2 separate regions of the Mus musculus genome follow, and region 2 is linked to region 1. A link is a contact called in public HiChIP or PLAC-seq data. All regions are on one chromosome and are shown on one strand. The core of a region is the stretch at or near the end of the contact, and the rest is flanking DNA. Distances in the headings are between cores, read along the strand shown. Region 1 holds the start of Ccnf (cyclin F). Region 2 overlaps Abca17 (ATP-binding cassette, sub-family A (ABC1), member 17).

What was found. HiChIP or PLAC-seq counts read pairs in DNA pulled down with a chosen protein or histone mark.
Region 2: an H3K27ac HiChIP or PLAC-seq map of trophoblast stem cells shows a contact between it and region 1, with 11 read pairs. The contact joins the enhancer-like site here to the promoter of Ccnf in region 1. A contact is called at or near these places in 2 of 39 promoter capture datasets (the HPC-7 cell line and liver), 1 of 15 datasets of contacts at CTCF or cohesin (the NIH/3T3 cell line), 6 of 484 Hi-C or Micro-C datasets (the AML12 cell line, LSK cells, bone marrow-derived DN3 thymocytes and 3 more), 7 of 115 datasets of contacts at active chromatin or transcription factors (the HPC-7 cell line, the SCID.adh cell line, bone marrow-derived macrophages and 3 more) and 3 of 9 other capture datasets (adipose tissue, liver and pancreatic islet).

What each region holds. Positions count from the first base shown.
Region 1 is chr17:24,249,685-24,253,255 of GRCm38.p6, reverse strand. Ccnf (cyclin F) reads left to right here and starts at 1,847. Exons shown (of 17, transcript NM_007634.4): 1 at 1,847-1,961. The coding sequence starts at 1,946.
Region 2 is chr17:24,314,353-24,317,923 of GRCm38.p6, reverse strand. It overlaps Abca17 (ATP-binding cassette, sub-family A (ABC1), member 17), which reads left to right. Exons shown (of 31, transcript NM_001031621.3): 11 at 685-810. Among named protein-coding and RNA genes, the nearest start is that of Abca17, 35 kb to the left of the region's middle. Within about 2 kb of position 1,678, at least 12 of the 459 cell types and tissues checked have an H3K27ac peak or open chromatin away from gene starts, as enhancers often do. A contact at or near this core is called in trophoblast stem cells, where this site is marked.

The DNA of each region.
Region 1 (3,571 bases), core at 598-3,097:
TTCATCTGTATCAGTATTCTGCTAGCACTGGCTTCCAGGAAGCTAGGATGGGGGTCTTAAAGCCCATACCACAGTGACACACCGACTACAACAGGAACACACTTTCTAATAGTGCCACTCCCTGGGCCAAACATATTCAAACGTGACAGAAGTGGTACCTAACTATAAGCCAACAGTCAGGAAGCTGGAGCAGGACAGACCTCACGTTATAGGTCAGCCTGGGCTTCGTGGGGTTTTCTAGTTTGCTTTCTGTTCTAACAAACAACAGGACCAAAAACAATTTATTTGTCTTACACTTCTAGGTCACAACCCATCATTGAAGGAAGTCAGAGCCGGAGCTCAACCAAGGCAGGACCATGGACCAGTGCTGTCTGGCTGATGCTCAGCTAGCTTTCTTATATAGCCTAGACACACCTACCTAGGGATGGCACCACCAGAGGTGGTGAGAGGCTGAACCCTCTCAGTCATCAATCATACCAATCCCTCACAGACATGGCCACAGACCAGTCTGATATGGGCAATCACATAACTGAGTCTCCCTCAGATGACTCTAAGCAGTGTCAGGTTGTTAGCTGAAGGGCATTGGGAGACCCTTTATCAAAACCAACAAAACCCGCCTCCAATAAATAATAGAAACTGAAATTGAGTAGGATACAAAACAAGGTAGAGCAAAAAAAAAAAAAAAGACAACTGATCAACTGATGACTTTGTAACTCTGATTAACCAGGGGACCAGATAGATTGTTATGTATTCTGAAATGTGATGGACAGCGGGTTTGCTCATTGTTAGATTTAGTTTTTTTAATACCTTCCAGAGGCTACCAAAAGCAAATTCTGAAAACAGCACTTCTGTCCCAAGTAACAAAGTACAAAAGGAGGAAGATAAAAAAGTAACAAAGTAGCTGGGTGGTGGTGCCACATGCCTTTAATCACAGCACTCGGGAGGCAGAGGCAGGCGGATTTCTGAGTTCAAGGCCAGCCTGGTCTACAGAGTGAGTTGCAGGTCAGCCAGGGCTACACAGAGAAACCCTGTCTCGAAGAAAAGAAAAAGTAACAAATTGGAAAACAGTATAGTCTTCCGGAAAAGAGACAGTGTGAGGGTTCCCCATGGAGATCAGCAGCAATGGGGAGCAAATCCCAAGTCTTGCTCTAGGGTTCTCTAATATTCTGTGCTGTGAACAGCCATTCCCTATTAACTGTCTCAGACCCACTAGAGGTCTTGCTATCCAGCTTCCAGCACAGGTCAGATACAGTGAGCATGCTGGCTTCGGGGAGGGGATGAAGGCTGACCCAAGCTGTGGGGATAAGCCTGGGCCTATTCCTCGCTCTCCACCCTCAAGAGACCACTTGTCTTTTCTCGACAGATCATCTCATGAGAATACGGAACATGTACTCGAGTGAACACATCGCTCAGCAGACTGTGACTGTGGCTGTGGCTGCCCGGCATCGGAGCCCAGCTTCTGCAATTTCCACATCAGTGTTGGAGTTGGCGCCTCCAAATGCAGTCTCCTCGGCCGGAAGCTCGCGTGGGAGGGACAGGTAGTAAGCCACGACCAACTCCGGACGGTAGGACAAGTCTTGGAGGGAGAAGACCAGCCCTCTCTGCCTCCGGGCGGGCTTTTTAGGATAGCCCGCCGGCGCCAGCTGAACTCCTCCGTCCCCCGCCCAGCGGAGAAGGCGGGTCAACCACGAGCGATAAGCCAATAGACAGCCAGCGTTTGAATTCGCGTCCTGGTGTAGCCAATCACAAATGCCCAGAGCCTGCGGGGCAGGAGAGGCTAGTGATCTGGGGGGCGTAACTCTGTGGTCCTACCAGTAGGAGCTCCCGGCGCGTTTGAAAACGGGGCGGGGGTGGGGCCCGCGCCTGCGTGAGGCGCTCCGTGCACTTGCCCCAGGCGCGGGCGCGCTTGAGAGCGGTCTAAAGCGGCAGTGGAGGGAGCTCGGCGATGGGGAGCGGCGGTGGTGAGTGCTGGCGGGAGCCGGGTAGGCGATAGGTCATACGGAACGGAGGCCGGAGGAGCATGGACTCGGGCCCCTGTGACCCGGGAGTGCGCGTCGCATCCCCCAAAGCACGGGGTAGGCACGTATCCCCGACTGCGAGCCCGCCCGCGCGGTTTAAATGCCCGCCCGGCGCCTATGCCTCTCCTGTTACCCCAGGGCTATTTAGGTTCTCTACTTAGCAAACTACGATTTTACTTATCTGTGAAGTCGTGGGCAATCCACACGATATAGAGCGATCTCAGGCCCTGTCCGGACTCTTGTGGGCGGCTTGATCACCTGAGGGTTGGCTGAGGCCACAGGATCTGCCCCGTGAAAACGTCTCACGACCTGGGGGTGCGATTTCACTTGTTAGAGTGGTTAAACACTTCCAGACATGCTCTAGAGCACACGAGTCAAGAAACTGTTATGATAATATTCTTAGAATGTTTGGGAATTATAGCTCTCTGGGTATACATTTGGCCTTTGCTGTAAATTTGGTTTCCAATAAGACTCAGGTGAAGAGTTTGGGAGTGGACAGTCTCTTAGAGACCTCCTGATGGAAAGCCCGAGGTCAGCCACTTTTGCCTCAGTGTGAGGAGGAAAAATAGGTAGAAAGATAGGCGCATTTATAAGTAGGAAGGCAGGACCTTGGGGGGGGGGGGTAATGTGGGGGCCCTTTGTGAAATAGGGAAAAAAGCCATAGGCGTTGAATGAAGAATGAATTGCTGAAGTAAATATTGGAACAACCCACTGTGGAGGAGAAGAGCTCATCTGAAGAGCATGTCTGGGTCCAGTTGCTGTGTGCCTGAGTTCTCAACATGTGGGCGCGACTCCATTGGGGGGGTCACACGACCTTTTCACAGGAGTTGCAGATCAGACATCCTGCATATCAGATATTTACATTAAGATTCATAACCGTAGCAAAATTACAGTTATGAAGTAGCAATGAAGGTATTTTATGGTTGGGGGTCACTGCAGCATGAGGAACTGAGTGTATTAAAGGGTCCACGGTGCTAGGAAGGGGTGATTTTGCACTGTAAGCTGAGTGTGGAAGACCCCTCTGTTTGGGGACTGGGGAGCTCTCACCATCTGCCAAGCTGAGAGCTGCTCTGGGATGGATCTGGCCTCCATGTTCTACAGAACGGCCTGCTAATTTGAGTTCCCAGTCTATGCTATGCAAGTCCCTTGGTCAACCATATGCTGATAGTCACATGTTCAAATATAAACAATGTAAGCTGGCCATAGTGACTAATACTTAGAATGCAGTACTTGGCAGGTAGAGGTAGGGGAATCAGGAGTTCAAGGGTAACCTCAGCTAATGTTAGTGAATTTGAGGCCAGCCTGGGCTATAGCAAAAGTCCAAGGGATCTTACTGACTGGTTGTGAGCTAGCCTTCACTGCTGAGCAGTTTCTTGGCCCCAAAAGTACCTTCTTGAGTACAGTTCAAGGAAAACTGAATGTTCATCAGTGTCGACTGCTTTCTCCAGCTCTGGTTGTCATGTAGATCTTGGATTAGAAAATTTCCAACATTCAAGTTACATGTTACCTGATATTCTCCCTGAATATTTATTGGCTATAAAAGGAATGGTGGT
Region 2 (3,571 bases), core at 429-2,928, 65 kb before region 1:
AGGATGAAACAAGGAGGATCATTTCGTCCAGTGTATGCCTGTTGAATCCCAGGCCCTGCGTCATCCTACAGAACTCACCCCCTTGCTAACATCAGAACCCAATCTGCTAGAGTTCTCACATCCCGTTTCTCCACTGAGGCCTCTGTGATCACGGCAATGTGCCAATAGCAGTGCCACAGCTTTTCTAGACAACCCCAGAAATCCACAGACTACTTTTTCTTACAAATATGAGCTCCTTGTGCTTAGCTTCGCCTCGCCCGGTGGCCTGGAGATGTTTGCCTATGGGCCTAGTGAGGACCCTCTGCAGCATCTGCTCTGCCTTCTTTCTGAGAGTATGGAGAAGCAGGTAAATACTACACCAGCATCCCCATCCAGGTCACTCCCCCAAGACTACTGGTAAGGTGGCTTTCCAAGTGGAGTCAAGAGGCTGGAAATACAGCTGTTTCCTTAGCTCCTCTCTGAGGGCCTGCCAGGGATTATAGATGATCTAGAGTGAATCCATCAGGGATTATAGACAATCTGGAGTGAATCCATCATCGTGCTGGTTAATTTCTCCAGGTGCCATGAAATAATTGGTTCAGCAAATAAACTGCCTATGGGGCAGGGGTCTAATTCACCAAAATGTATCTCCTGGAAGAGAAAGATCACATGAACAGTTAGTGTGTAAGTTAACTTCTCGTGCAGAAGCCCGTTCCAGAGATACCGCCACTTTTGAATATTGGGGATCCTGAGAAACCGTCAAAAGGGAATTTCATGCAGGATGAGCCAACAAATCAGATGAACACAATTGAAATCCAACATCTGTATAAGGTATCGGCTTTCTAATTTCCTCTACAGGACTTGAGAAACAACCCTCTAAGCTTGTGTTTTGTTCAAACCGTGCTTATGTAGGACCCCCGATATGGGGACCCCTACTCTAGTCCAGGGACAGGGTGCACCCACGAACACACAAGAATCCTTCTTGATGCAATACACATGAGGGTGTTTATTGGCAGAGCTCTGGGCCGACCCATACCTCACACAGGAGGCAGGGGAGTCTCGAGAGCTAGGGGTTTTTATGGAAGAAAAAGGGATAGGGGTGCGAGGAATTTCAACAAAGGTATGGGATTGACTCATTCAAACATTAACAGAAAGATTACATGTTAGCAAAAGGGCATCACGACTTTGTTCCTGTGGGCTGGGGGCTTATCTTTGTTCACATAGCAACCAGTTGATGTATGACTTTACCCAGCAAGGGGCAATAGACAGAGGGGAGGTTCCGGCCATATGGTGTTGACTCAGACAAGATAGCCCTGCTTGTGTCCTTGCATTCCTTTTCATCTTTAAGGTCAAGCTGTTCTTAGGAATGTCTTAACAACAGCCTTGCCCTGACATTCATGCCTGGGCCTGTTCTGCTTCGTTCTCGGCTCCAGGCCGTGGGATCATAGACAACTTTTTTTTACATGAATCACAAGTTACAAAATCTCATTTTCCTTCACTTACAAGCTGCTCTGTGTAATTCAGAGAGTGTTTGTTTTTGTTTTTGTTTTGGTTTTGGTTTGGTTTGGTATCATCATCATCATCATCCAGTCTTTTTTTTTTTTTTTTTTTTTTTTTTTTTACAGACCAGTTGTGATTCTCCTCCAGGTCCACCCTCTGACAGTCCATCCCATTCTTCCCTCCCAACCCTCTTCCCGCCCCCCGGGGCCTTAAGTCTCTCCAGGGTTAGGTGCTTCTTCTCTCACTGAGGCCAGACCAGGCAGTCCTCAACTGTAATGTGGGGAGCGTCATAGCAGCTGGTGTATGCTGCCTGATTGGTGGCTCAGTGTCTGAGAGATTAGTTGAGATTTCTGGTCTTCCTATGAGCTCCTCCTCAGCTTCTTCCAGCCTTTCCCTAATTCATCCACAGGGGTCCCCAGCTTCTCTCCACTGGTTGGATGTAAGTATCTGCATCTGGCTCTCCTTATGTGACCCTATTCTCAAAACTGAGAAACACAACTTGAAATGCCCCGTTTCCTGTCATGAAGTTAAGTGGAAGGAAGACCTGTTGATGAGGTTTTCTCAGAAACAGCATCTTCTCAACCTCCACTGGAGACAGGCGAGAGTGCAGCCGTTTGATGGATGACTTGTATCCACTAAATCAAAATGTAAACCAGATCTCCCTATTAGCCTCCAAACCCAGGAGCAGGAAGCTGCTGTTCCATAGGTGCTTGCAGAGGCTTGCTTCACACAGAACCCTGTTTACTAAGGATTTCAGCCACAGGTATAGTCTCGGTGCTTACTGTGTCTACAGTGTGGCTGTCTGAAATCTCTGTTCTTCAATTATAAAAGAAAGCAGAGGGATACTCTGATCTTTGGTATTATGACTTTAAAACTCTAACTTGGCTGGATATGGTGGCACAAGCCTTCAGTCCCAGCACTTGGTAGGCAGAGGCACATGGATCTCTGTAAGTTTGAGATCTGCCTGGTCTACATAGGGAACTCAAGGCAGTCAGGGATATGTAGTTAAAGCTGTCTCAAAAAAAACAAAACAAAAATAAAAACAAAAACAACAAAACAGGACTGGAGAGATGGCTCAGCCATTAAGAGCACTGACTGTTCTTTCAGAGGTCCTGAGTTCAATTCCCAGCAACCACATGGTGGCTCACAACCATCTATAGGGGGATCTGATGCCCTCTTCAGATGACAGATGTTTATGCAGTAGAGCACTCATACTTTAAATAAGTAAAATTTTAGAAATTTGTATTTTTATACATATAAATAAATAAGCAAATAAACAAACCACTCAGCCTTGTGTTGCCTTCTACCTGGGGACAAATGGATCATGTCCTAGCCCAGGACACCCAGGAAATAGGTCCAGGTCCTCTATAAAATTAGTAGTTAGGAGCCTTCTAGCTCTCCTGTGTGTTCTCTCCTGTTCTCTCACTCTCTTCTACTGGCTCTGGCTCTCTCTTCATAATACGCAGTCTTGGGGCAGATGGGTCTGCATGATTTCAGCCAATCAGCAGAGCCAGCTCTCTGCTCTTTCTAATTGTGACAGATGTAATCATTGCTTCTCCCTGGACCATCCCTACCATGAGCTTTTAGGACTGCAGAATGGCTGGGGCCACTCATTGGTGGCAGAAGGCCGGGCGGGGTTCAAATGCTCCCTCTGGCGTGCCTTTCCTTCCCTTTGCCCTCTTCCCTCTACTTGCTTGCAGCAGGCTGCCTGTCATCCTTGTTCACAGTTGGGCCACACAGCACCCCTGCTGAAAAGGAGGCTGAAGTCAGAGGACAAGGCTGTGGAGACCAAATAGGTATAAGGAGTGAATAAACTCCTTCTGTAATACCCCGTTCTGGGCATCATCGGATGGCCTATAACAAGAGACATCTAAGTCCCAGTGACCCACAGTGAATGCCATATCTCAAGTCCAGCCCAATCCCAGGGGCCAACAGTGTTGTAATTCCATATACAACGTCCAGCCCAGATGCTATTAGATGGGTGAGATAGAGTCTGAATCAGACACTGAAGTGCAATGCCATCTCTGGTATGGCCTTACTCTTCTTTCGAAAGTTTATTTACTTATGTATTTTATGTGTATGAGTGCTTGCT